2 separate regions of the Mus musculus genome follow, and region 1 is linked to region 2. The links are chromatin contacts, called in public Hi-C maps. All regions are on one chromosome and are shown on one strand. Each heading gives the region's core, a stretch centred on a gene start, on an enhancer-like site or on the middle of the called end of the contact. The rest is flanking DNA. Distances are from core to core; before and after follow the strand shown.

Region 1 (3,927 bases), core at 657-3,156, 42 kb after region 2:
TGGACAGGATGAGGGATACAGATGACTCCAGAGGGAGGCCACCTCAAGCTGTGTCTCCTGCTGGTGTCTCAGTGCAAGAACTCATAGTAGCTTCCTGTTATATATGTGTCAGAGATCAGTTAGAGAACCCAGAGCCAAGCCTTTATAGGGGGGAGGCCAATGCAGAACTAAGAGTGTAAGTTTCTCCCCTGTCACGGGATCTCCAATCCCTGCATTTGTACTGAAGAGGTAAATAGGAATTGTGTTTGTCCGTAGCTCATAAACCCAGTGAAACCATCCTATTATGCCTGGGTCAGGGGTGCCCACCTGTGATCCCTGCACAATGGAGGCAGAGGCCAGAGAGAGGCATGTCAGAGCTGAACCTGAACTACAAGCAAATCCTTTGGCACCAAACCCAAAATAAAGCCCAACCCTTCCCTCAACCTGACCGCATCTTCCTCTCTCCAATAAAGCCTCCTTAGAGCAAATACCCATCCCCACCCTTCCTGGTGTCCCAGGGTCCCCAAACTGTGTCTGTTACACTGCTGAGTCTGTTTGGCCTGGAGGCAAGCCTGGCCTTGCTTGGGTGGGTGTGAAGCCATCACTGCAGCAGACAGGCAGTGGCAGGGAGGCCAAGGGTTACTGTAGGGCATCCAGCCCGGACTCCCTGTGTAAAGACCTTCTGTTCCACCATTGTCACAGGTGGGTCTGTCACTCTGACCTGGCCACTCTGTGCTTTCCTCTCACCACTCCACACTTGGCCTCAGGAAGTTTCCAGACACTTCCCCTCTAGCCTCCTCAGACCCCACCATTACCCACTCCAGGTAAGTGTCAGCAGGCCTCTCAGAGTGCCCTCTCTGTGTGGATCCTGTGGATTGTGTCTGAAATCTGTCTGTCAGTCCCTTTGAGCATTTGTCCCTGTGGGTTGGTGGTTTTCTGTCTTTCTGGCTCACACTGACACTCCCCTCTCACCCTCCAGGTCCTTGCTGTGACTTTCCTTCAGAGCCATGTTGTGTCTGTTCCTCTGTCCTGCTCCTAGTCTGCCCCTCTGTCCTGCTGACACCTGTTGGTTCCTGTGTCTGTTTGCACATTCTCTCTGTCTCTCTGTCTCTTTCTCTCTCTCTCTGTCTCTCTGTCTCTGTCTCTGTCTCTGTCTCTGTCTCTCTCTCTCTCTCTCTCTCTCTCTCTCTGTGTGTGTCTCTCTCTGCTTCTTCTCTGTGGTCCTCTACTTTGTCCATCCATCTCTACGTTGCCTCCCTCACACCGGTGTGGGGGTGATGAGTGTTGGGGATTAGCTTAATGAGGCTGGGTAGGCTGGCCTTTCTAAGGTCTTGGGTCTCTAGCTCAGCAGAGTGGCTTGGCTTGGCTCCCTGTCTCCAGCCCAGTAAACTGGCTTCCCTTCCTGCCCCTCTCATTCACTCATATACCCTCTCTGAGGTCCACAGACCAGGGGAGAGGGGCTTGTTCTGTGCAGAACTAAGCCTCTGTCTCCTCAGCACACCACAGAGGCACTATATATAGTCTCCCCCCTTTCCTGTGGCTGGAGAAGCCTCCAGGCTCCCTCCCAATTCCTTCCGTTCCGTCCCCCAGACTTACCTATTCTGGGCCCCATGGCTGGGGAAATGCAGAGAATTGTGGCCCCCAGTCCAACCTGGAGCTTAGCAGAGAGGAAGTGAGCCTGCCAGTGGACAACGGGAGACAGCTCCTGAGAGAGCAGCAGGGACCATCAAGGTAGGACTGTCCCTCACTAGGCTATATTTATTTGGCCACACTAGACAGCAGCTGCCTCCAGGTCAGGTGTGGTAGAAGCCCTGCTCAAACTGACCCCTCCCTGAGAGCTCTTCTGGGAACTTGCTCCTTTATCTAGCTTTAGACCCCCCAACCCTTGCAGTGTCTGTTTCTTTGGTTCCATGAATTCCTCTGATCTCTGGTTGGGACAGCCCAGGACCAGGAGTTGCAAAGGAGGCGGGTTTGTTTAGGTCCAGCCCCCATGCAGTGAGGAGGCTGGTCCCTCCCTGAGGCTTATGGTTATTTCCTGTGGGAGCAGCAGAGGCCAGAGTGAGAAGCTGTTTATGGCTCTTAAGTTCAGGACCATTCTAGAGACAAACATTCCAGAATGTTCAGTCTCTTTGCTGCAATCCTAGTCACCGCCTGAGCTGCTTTTCCTGTGGGGCTGCTGTCTTCCCAACCCTCTATGAGCTCTGAAGCAAGCCTTTGCTTCCCTCTGAGCCTCTGCCCTGTCTCCCTCATCTCTCACTAATATCTGCCCTTGCCATCTGCGCCACCTAGATGAAAGGGGAAGGAAGGGAGGGGGAAAGGAAGCAAGACAAAACAGTAAACGTGAAATTCTTAAGAGATGTCTGGACAAAGGTCTTCTAGATGGCTGGAAGAATGATCCCATCCCAGTGCTGGCCCTAGCCAAGGGACAGGCATCACAGGAGTTCTTGTGGTGTGAAGAGTGCGACAATAAATAGAGAAGCCAAGCCTGGAGGCCAGAGGCTGAACTGGAGGGAGGGGCAAGAGGCAGGGCCTTCACTGGGCTGGGGAGGCTCCCTAGGGCCCATTCATCCAACAGCCTTGGATTCCTCCATTTCACAGTCTGAGTCACATGCCACAGAGCACCCCACTTGCTGGGAAAACATGTCTTGCTGCTCCCCACCCCCACCCATCATGCTAGAACCAGGCATGCCCTTCAACCCAGGCTCTCTTCTCAGGGAAGAGTTGGCCCCAATTTGATACAGAAATGAGCACAACTCCATCTCCAAAAGGAGACCTGTGCATAGAGTGGGGATGTGAGTTGAGAGTCTAGCTTCCTCGGAATGATAGAGAGCTTCCTTTAGCCCACTTGGCCATAGAAAGCTGGGACATCTGAGATACAGATCTGGCTGGAGCTTAGGCACTCAGCCAGATGCCCAACGCTTTCTGAGTGAAGGTGTCATTGAAGGACCAGCAATATGAGCACGTGACCGTGGATGAAGGCCAGCAATTGTGACGGACTGACAGAAAGAAGACTCTGTCCTAATTGGGAAGCCAGAGTAGATCTGGGCTCTCACCCTTCAGTCCAAAGTCAGCAGCGAGTTTTCCTAGAGACTGGAAGACAGAGAACCTTCAAGATATCAAATCACTGGTACAGAGCTGCAAGAAGGAGGGTCCCTTAGAAACTCTCTTATCACTGACTTAGCCTCAGGAACTGAGGCTTTTTGTATGAAACCAGAATATTCATGGACTCAGATGTGCTTAGGTGGAACAAAGGTCAGCCTATGAAACTTGAGCTAACAGGTCCTCAGACAGTTCCTGAACTAGTAGTTGAGTTGGGTCCCATCCACAGGAGCCCTAAGCTCTGTGCTTGCTGCCTTGCTCCCTGGCCTCGTGTACTTGGGAACATTGCTGTTTGCTGCAGCCTGCACACTGCACAGCCCCATGGGCTGTGTGGATCCTAGCACCATCTGCAGATTCCCATTGTTTGCGAAACTTGATGCCTTTTTAAAGCTTCGCCTGCTGTTGGCATGGCTTGCAAAACTCTGCAGCTCCCAGCATCCTTGACATTCTCATGGTCCTGTGGTTCCTGCCAAGCCTGACGTTGTTGTAAAACCCTGAGCTGTTGGCAGAACCAGGGCCCTTCTCTCTGAGTAGCCCACGTAGAGACGGGCCTTTCTGTAAACCTGACACAACAGGAGATTTCATCTGTGGAGCCATCTGCTTCGGGTTGCAGGAAGAAGGATGCAGGGAACTAGATTGCTGAGCTCCATTCTGGTCCCAGCTCTGTCACAACCCTGCTGTGGGACACCGGGCAAATCCTCCGCTCCTTAGGACTCGGTCTTACCATCTGTTAAGTGATCATGGCCTTAAACCATCAAGCTGCAGGGAGAGCCTGATGGTCACTGTGACCTTGCTCGGCAGATAAGGGGAGTAGTAGTCAGAGACACCTTCCCCCCAAACCTCCAAACT
Region 2 (4,254 bases), core at 59-2,558:
GATGAGCAAGCAGAAGTTCCCACTGTCAGGGTGCATGGGGAAAGACTTTTGAGGCGAAGTATTTAGGAGATAGAACTAATGAAAGAAGAAAGATAGGATGGCAGAGGGAGGGGCCACTGGGATGTCCACCTATTGCCATGCAGAGCTGCTAGGTATGGCCAGGCTGTACTGGCAGAACTCTAAGCCCTCGCAGCGCTTCACATATGTAAGGAGTGGCCTTTAGGCTTCAGTTACATGCGGAGCAGCCCGCTGAGCTGCAGACGCCCTGGAGTCAGGTCATGGAAAAACATGCCAAAGCAGAGGACTGGCAGGTAGCTCCAACACTGCTCCTTTGCTTGGAAGGACAGCTGGGGTGGACACCAAGGCTGGACACTGCTTTCTAGATTCTTCTCCAAGCTTTCCTCATAGGCATCTATGTCCATGGTGGGAGGTCCTCACAGACGTCTCCAGTCTCCCCCACAGGGATGACTTTGCCTTATAAGCCTGAGATCTTACTCTGTCTCTACCTGAGTGCACCTTGGGCATGGACCAGCCCATTCCTGGGCCCAGGTTCTTATGATGAACCAAGGAGTTACATGTGACAAGAGCCAATCAACCCCAGGCTGGAAAGAATCCCTGAGCGCTGACCCTCCTGAGTGGTGGATCCTCTGAATCCAGTGCAGGCTTCGGACCAGAGACCTTGATTCTAGTCCCAGCTCTGGTATAAGACCTTGGGCACTGCTTAGTCCTTTCCCAGGCCTTCATTTATTATCTATACAATGGGCATAAAAAAAGTAAGTGCTTAAAATCTCCTAGGAACTGTGGCTTTTCTGCTTCCTTGCTAGTAAACTCACCCGGTAAACCACTCAGTGCAAGACCTGGGTGGGGAGGGAAGTCTAGCAAGACACACAAAGTGTGTGTTCCTAAAATCTCTACATATGCTGCTGTCCTGCCTAGAAAGTCCTCCCATCCCAAGCCCTTATTTTCCTAATGATCCCGGAAGATCTGTCACAGATGGTGCTTCTTTTGGGGCCCTCAGAGACCCTCCCAGATGGGCTGTGTCCCTTTCCACGCTTGTATGTACTGGTAGGGACCACTTCTGTCCATCTGTAGCCTGGAGTTCCTGTGGGTCATTTCCTCAAGCAAGCTAGCAGCTGGGAGCTCAGGCTCACCTCCCTGAGCCCTAGCTGGCAACGAAACTTGTTGACAGAACGGGGCTCTGCACTTGCCAAAGCAGAGGAACGAGGCAGAGACAGAGGGAAAGCAAGAGGTTCAGAGTGACAGGCAGCATGTGTGATAGGAGGAGTAGGGTGTGTGGGAGGTTGGCCTTACCTGGCTTTTGCCCAGAGCCTCCTGGACGACACGACCTGTGCAGCCTGCATGGCAGGGTGTGGTGTACTCCACATAGGCACTGGTATCACAAACAGGGTTAAAGTCATCTGATTGGCAGGAGCAGGGCTCTGAGCAGCCAGGAAACAGGCTTGGCCCTGGCTGGGCACTAGACAGAGAAGAGGCAAATGTGTTTGGCTGGGCTCTCTTCTCTCAGGCCTCTGGCTGAAGCCTGGCTCCTACTCTGAGAGGAGTGGCCAGTGATTTCAGCTGCAGCTGTTCCCTGAGGGAGAACCGCTTAAGGAACTTTCCTGATGGGGGAGTGAGGAGTCTGGGCTGTGGAGTGCCCTTTCAACCCTGGATTCTACATGTCTGGGAGCTTCTGCAAATATTCCTGTATTTGGATGGAACACAATTGAAATCCCTTCCAGAAGTGAGTGTCAGATGAAGGGGCCATTCTCTCTTTGAGCTGAATTGTTACTTTGTCTCAGCCAAGGACAGCTGCGGTGGGCCCTGGCAGGAGATGGAGCAGCTGTGGGGCCTCTAACCTATGCCTTCCTCCCTGCGGGACGGTAATTTCTCTGTAATCTGGGCTGGGGTTCCCTTCTCACTGTCGCTTTCCTGAAGTCTCACGACCTCTGTGGTCATTCTCCTGTCCTGCTCACAGTGTCAAGTGCCCCCACCAGAGGACCTGCCCCAGGATCCCAGGCGTGCTCTACCCTAGCTGGAGAACTGAGGTTGGATAGGAGCTGGAGCTAGAAGAGAGGCTGAGTCTAAAGGGGTGAGCACCCTGGGTTGGGGGCTAGAGAACAGCTTTGGGACATAGGCTGTAGCCTGGCTTTCATGCCAGGAGGAAACACAACACCCTTGCCAGGTGACACCGTATCTTCAGTAAAGTGGGTCTATCAACAGAAGCGATTATAGAGATCTCATGGAGACTCAGAGGAACACAAGAGGGAAACTCCATTGGCCTCGGAAAGCCTCAGTGAACTAGAACTTGGAGCGCATCAATTATAAGATCTTTGGTGAGAATATGGGTGAGATGCGATGTCAAGACTGAGGGAGGAGGGGAGAAAGAAGACACAGGCAAGCAGGATGGCCTGAGACCAGTTGAGTGAACTGGGGAAAGTCCCTATTCCTGTACAACTAGTGTCATGGACACCTGCCCAGAGCCAGGGCCTCTTACACACTCAGCAGGCTCAAGGCTCCCCCACCTCACCCCACCCCACTCCACCCGCGTGTGCTTCATAAAGTCTCCATGCAGTCTTTCTAATGGGTTCTATCATTGCCCCTTTGCTTAAAATCCCCACTGACTTGACATGAAACATAATTGCTCAGGCTTGGGGCTTCCTGTGGGCCCATAGGGTGTGGCCCGTACACAGAAGGCCCTACTCCAGACAGCCTGGCTCTTAGAGAAAAGAAGGAATGGAGTCAAGTGATGAGGGTGGGGTCCAAGTGTCTTGGCCCTGAGCTGAGTCCTCCGAAGTCACGTGAGAGAGGGACCAGGTGAGGAAACCTGGCACTTGAGTGGGGGAGGCTGTGCCAAGGGGGAAATTCTAGCTGGGTACTGGGCCAAACAAAGCTTAGTACATCTTCCAGTTAAAATGAGGTCACCGTAGGAAGAGGCAAGGTTTCTTAACCTCGTCTGCCTTCTTGAGGGGGACTGCCCAGTTCCTTGTTCACCTGCTTTTTGAAACCAAGGCATGGAGCTTGTCCCTTCTTGGGCAGACCTAATTTCATCTGGGAACAAATGTCTCTCTCAGGCTATGCTGGGTCCTGCCTCCTATGCGTGGCGTCCATTCCACTTCTGCGGGCCCGCAGGTCTCAGCCTCCCTGGAAATACTATCCCGCAACTGGCTGCACCCTGGCTCTTCCCAGGCCTCCTGGCCTTGGTGTTCCATCCATGCCTCTTCTGTGGCATTGGGTGCCTACCAGTGACCACTGCTTGCTTGTACCTGAGCCCAGAAAAGGGCTTGCATAGGGCTTTGTAGGCACTGGGGGAGGGGGAGGGGGAGGGGATACACTGTGTATGGGGGGGAGGGAGGGCGGGTAGGAGAGGTAGGTGGCTCACTGACCTATCCTCACCACGCACCTTCCCATGTGCATGCCCACTCACCCCAGGTCTTGTGTGATGCCTGCAATTTGATGGGTAGAGCAGCCAATGAAGAAGAGCGGCACGCTGAAGAGCAGACACAACAGCGAGCCGAGGAGGCAGAGGGCACTGCACTGCACCGGGCTCAGGTGGAGGCGCTTGACTAAGACACCTCCCATCATGATGCCCACGATGACCAGAGGGATAGTGAGGCAGCCAAGGAGCATGTTGGCAAAGGAGGCTGTGATGGAAAACTGGCGTTCCAGGAACTTAGGCAGGAAGGTGGCCATGCCCGCTACCATGGATGAGGTGCACACCTGGGACAGGACTACCAGCAAGAAGATGGGGTGGCGCAGATTCCGCAGCAGCACCCTAGGGAAGACTGTCGGGACAAGCGGGAAGGAGGTCAGCGTGGGCAGCCAGCCACAGTATCCACATCTGTCCAGCCCGCCCCATCTGTTCCGTTCTCTCTCTTCCATTCCGTTTAAGTCTAGCGTGTCCCATGCTATCACATTACGTTGGACTCTTTTCCCGTCCTGCTCTAGTTTTGAAATTCTCCTCACGCCTTTCAGTTCAGAGTTACGTGGGAGTTTATTAAATGTGTTTATTTCTGTTCGGGTCTGTTTGAGTCGAGTCTACTTCCCTCCATCTCATTTGGGTCTATTTCATTCACTCCGTCTCATTTCAGCCCCCCCCCCCATTTCTATTAGATTGTTCTCCCTCCCTCCACTCCCACCGGGTCCTTTCCATCTTGTCTTGCTCTTTTGAACCAGCCTGGGCTTGGGTCTTTCCTTCTTTGTCCTTAACTCAGATGCCCACTCCTGCCCTGATGCCTCTCGGCTAGAGTGTGTTTC

What was found. A called contact is a pair of places that touch in the nucleus more often than the background predicts.
Region 1: a Hi-C map of muscle stem cells shows a contact between it and region 2, with 2.9 times the contacts expected there. The contact joins the promoter of Slco2b1 here to the enhancer-like site in region 2. A contact is called at or near these places in 11 of 39 promoter capture datasets (the C10 cell line, HPC-7-derived erythroid cells, cranial neural crest and 5 more), 2 of 15 datasets of contacts at CTCF or cohesin (the G1E-ER4 cell line and liver), 108 of 484 Hi-C or Micro-C datasets (the 63-12 cell line, 8-cell embryo, the AML12 cell line and 63 more), 16 of 115 datasets of contacts at active chromatin or transcription factors (the HPC-7 cell line, astrocytes, bone marrow-derived dendritic cells and 11 more) and 5 of 9 other capture datasets (adipose tissue, embryonic stem cells, liver and 2 more).

The regions. Positions count from the first base shown.
Region 1 is chr7:99,704,936-99,708,862 of GRCm38.p6, forward strand. It overlaps Slco2b1 (solute carrier organic anion transporter family, member 2b1), which reads right to left and starts at 1,907. Exons shown (of 14, transcript NM_001252530.1): 1 at 1,576-1,907. The coding sequence starts at 1,591. Gm34280 (a long non-coding RNA gene) reads left to right here. Exons shown (of 5, transcript XR_003946841.1): 4 at 682-803.
Region 2 is chr7:99,663,468-99,667,721 of GRCm38.p6, forward strand. Slco2b1 (solute carrier organic anion transporter family, member 2b1) reads right to left here. Exons shown (of 14, transcript NM_001252530.1): 9 at 3,425-3,782; 10 at 1,312-1,477. Among named protein-coding and RNA genes, the nearest start is that of Gm25409, 12 kb to the left of the region's middle. Within about 2 kb of position 1,309, at least 96 of the 459 cell types and tissues checked have an H3K27ac peak or open chromatin away from gene starts, as enhancers often do. A contact at or near this core is called in the CH12 cell line, the G1E-ER4 cell line, the N1E-115 cell line and 20 more, where this site is marked.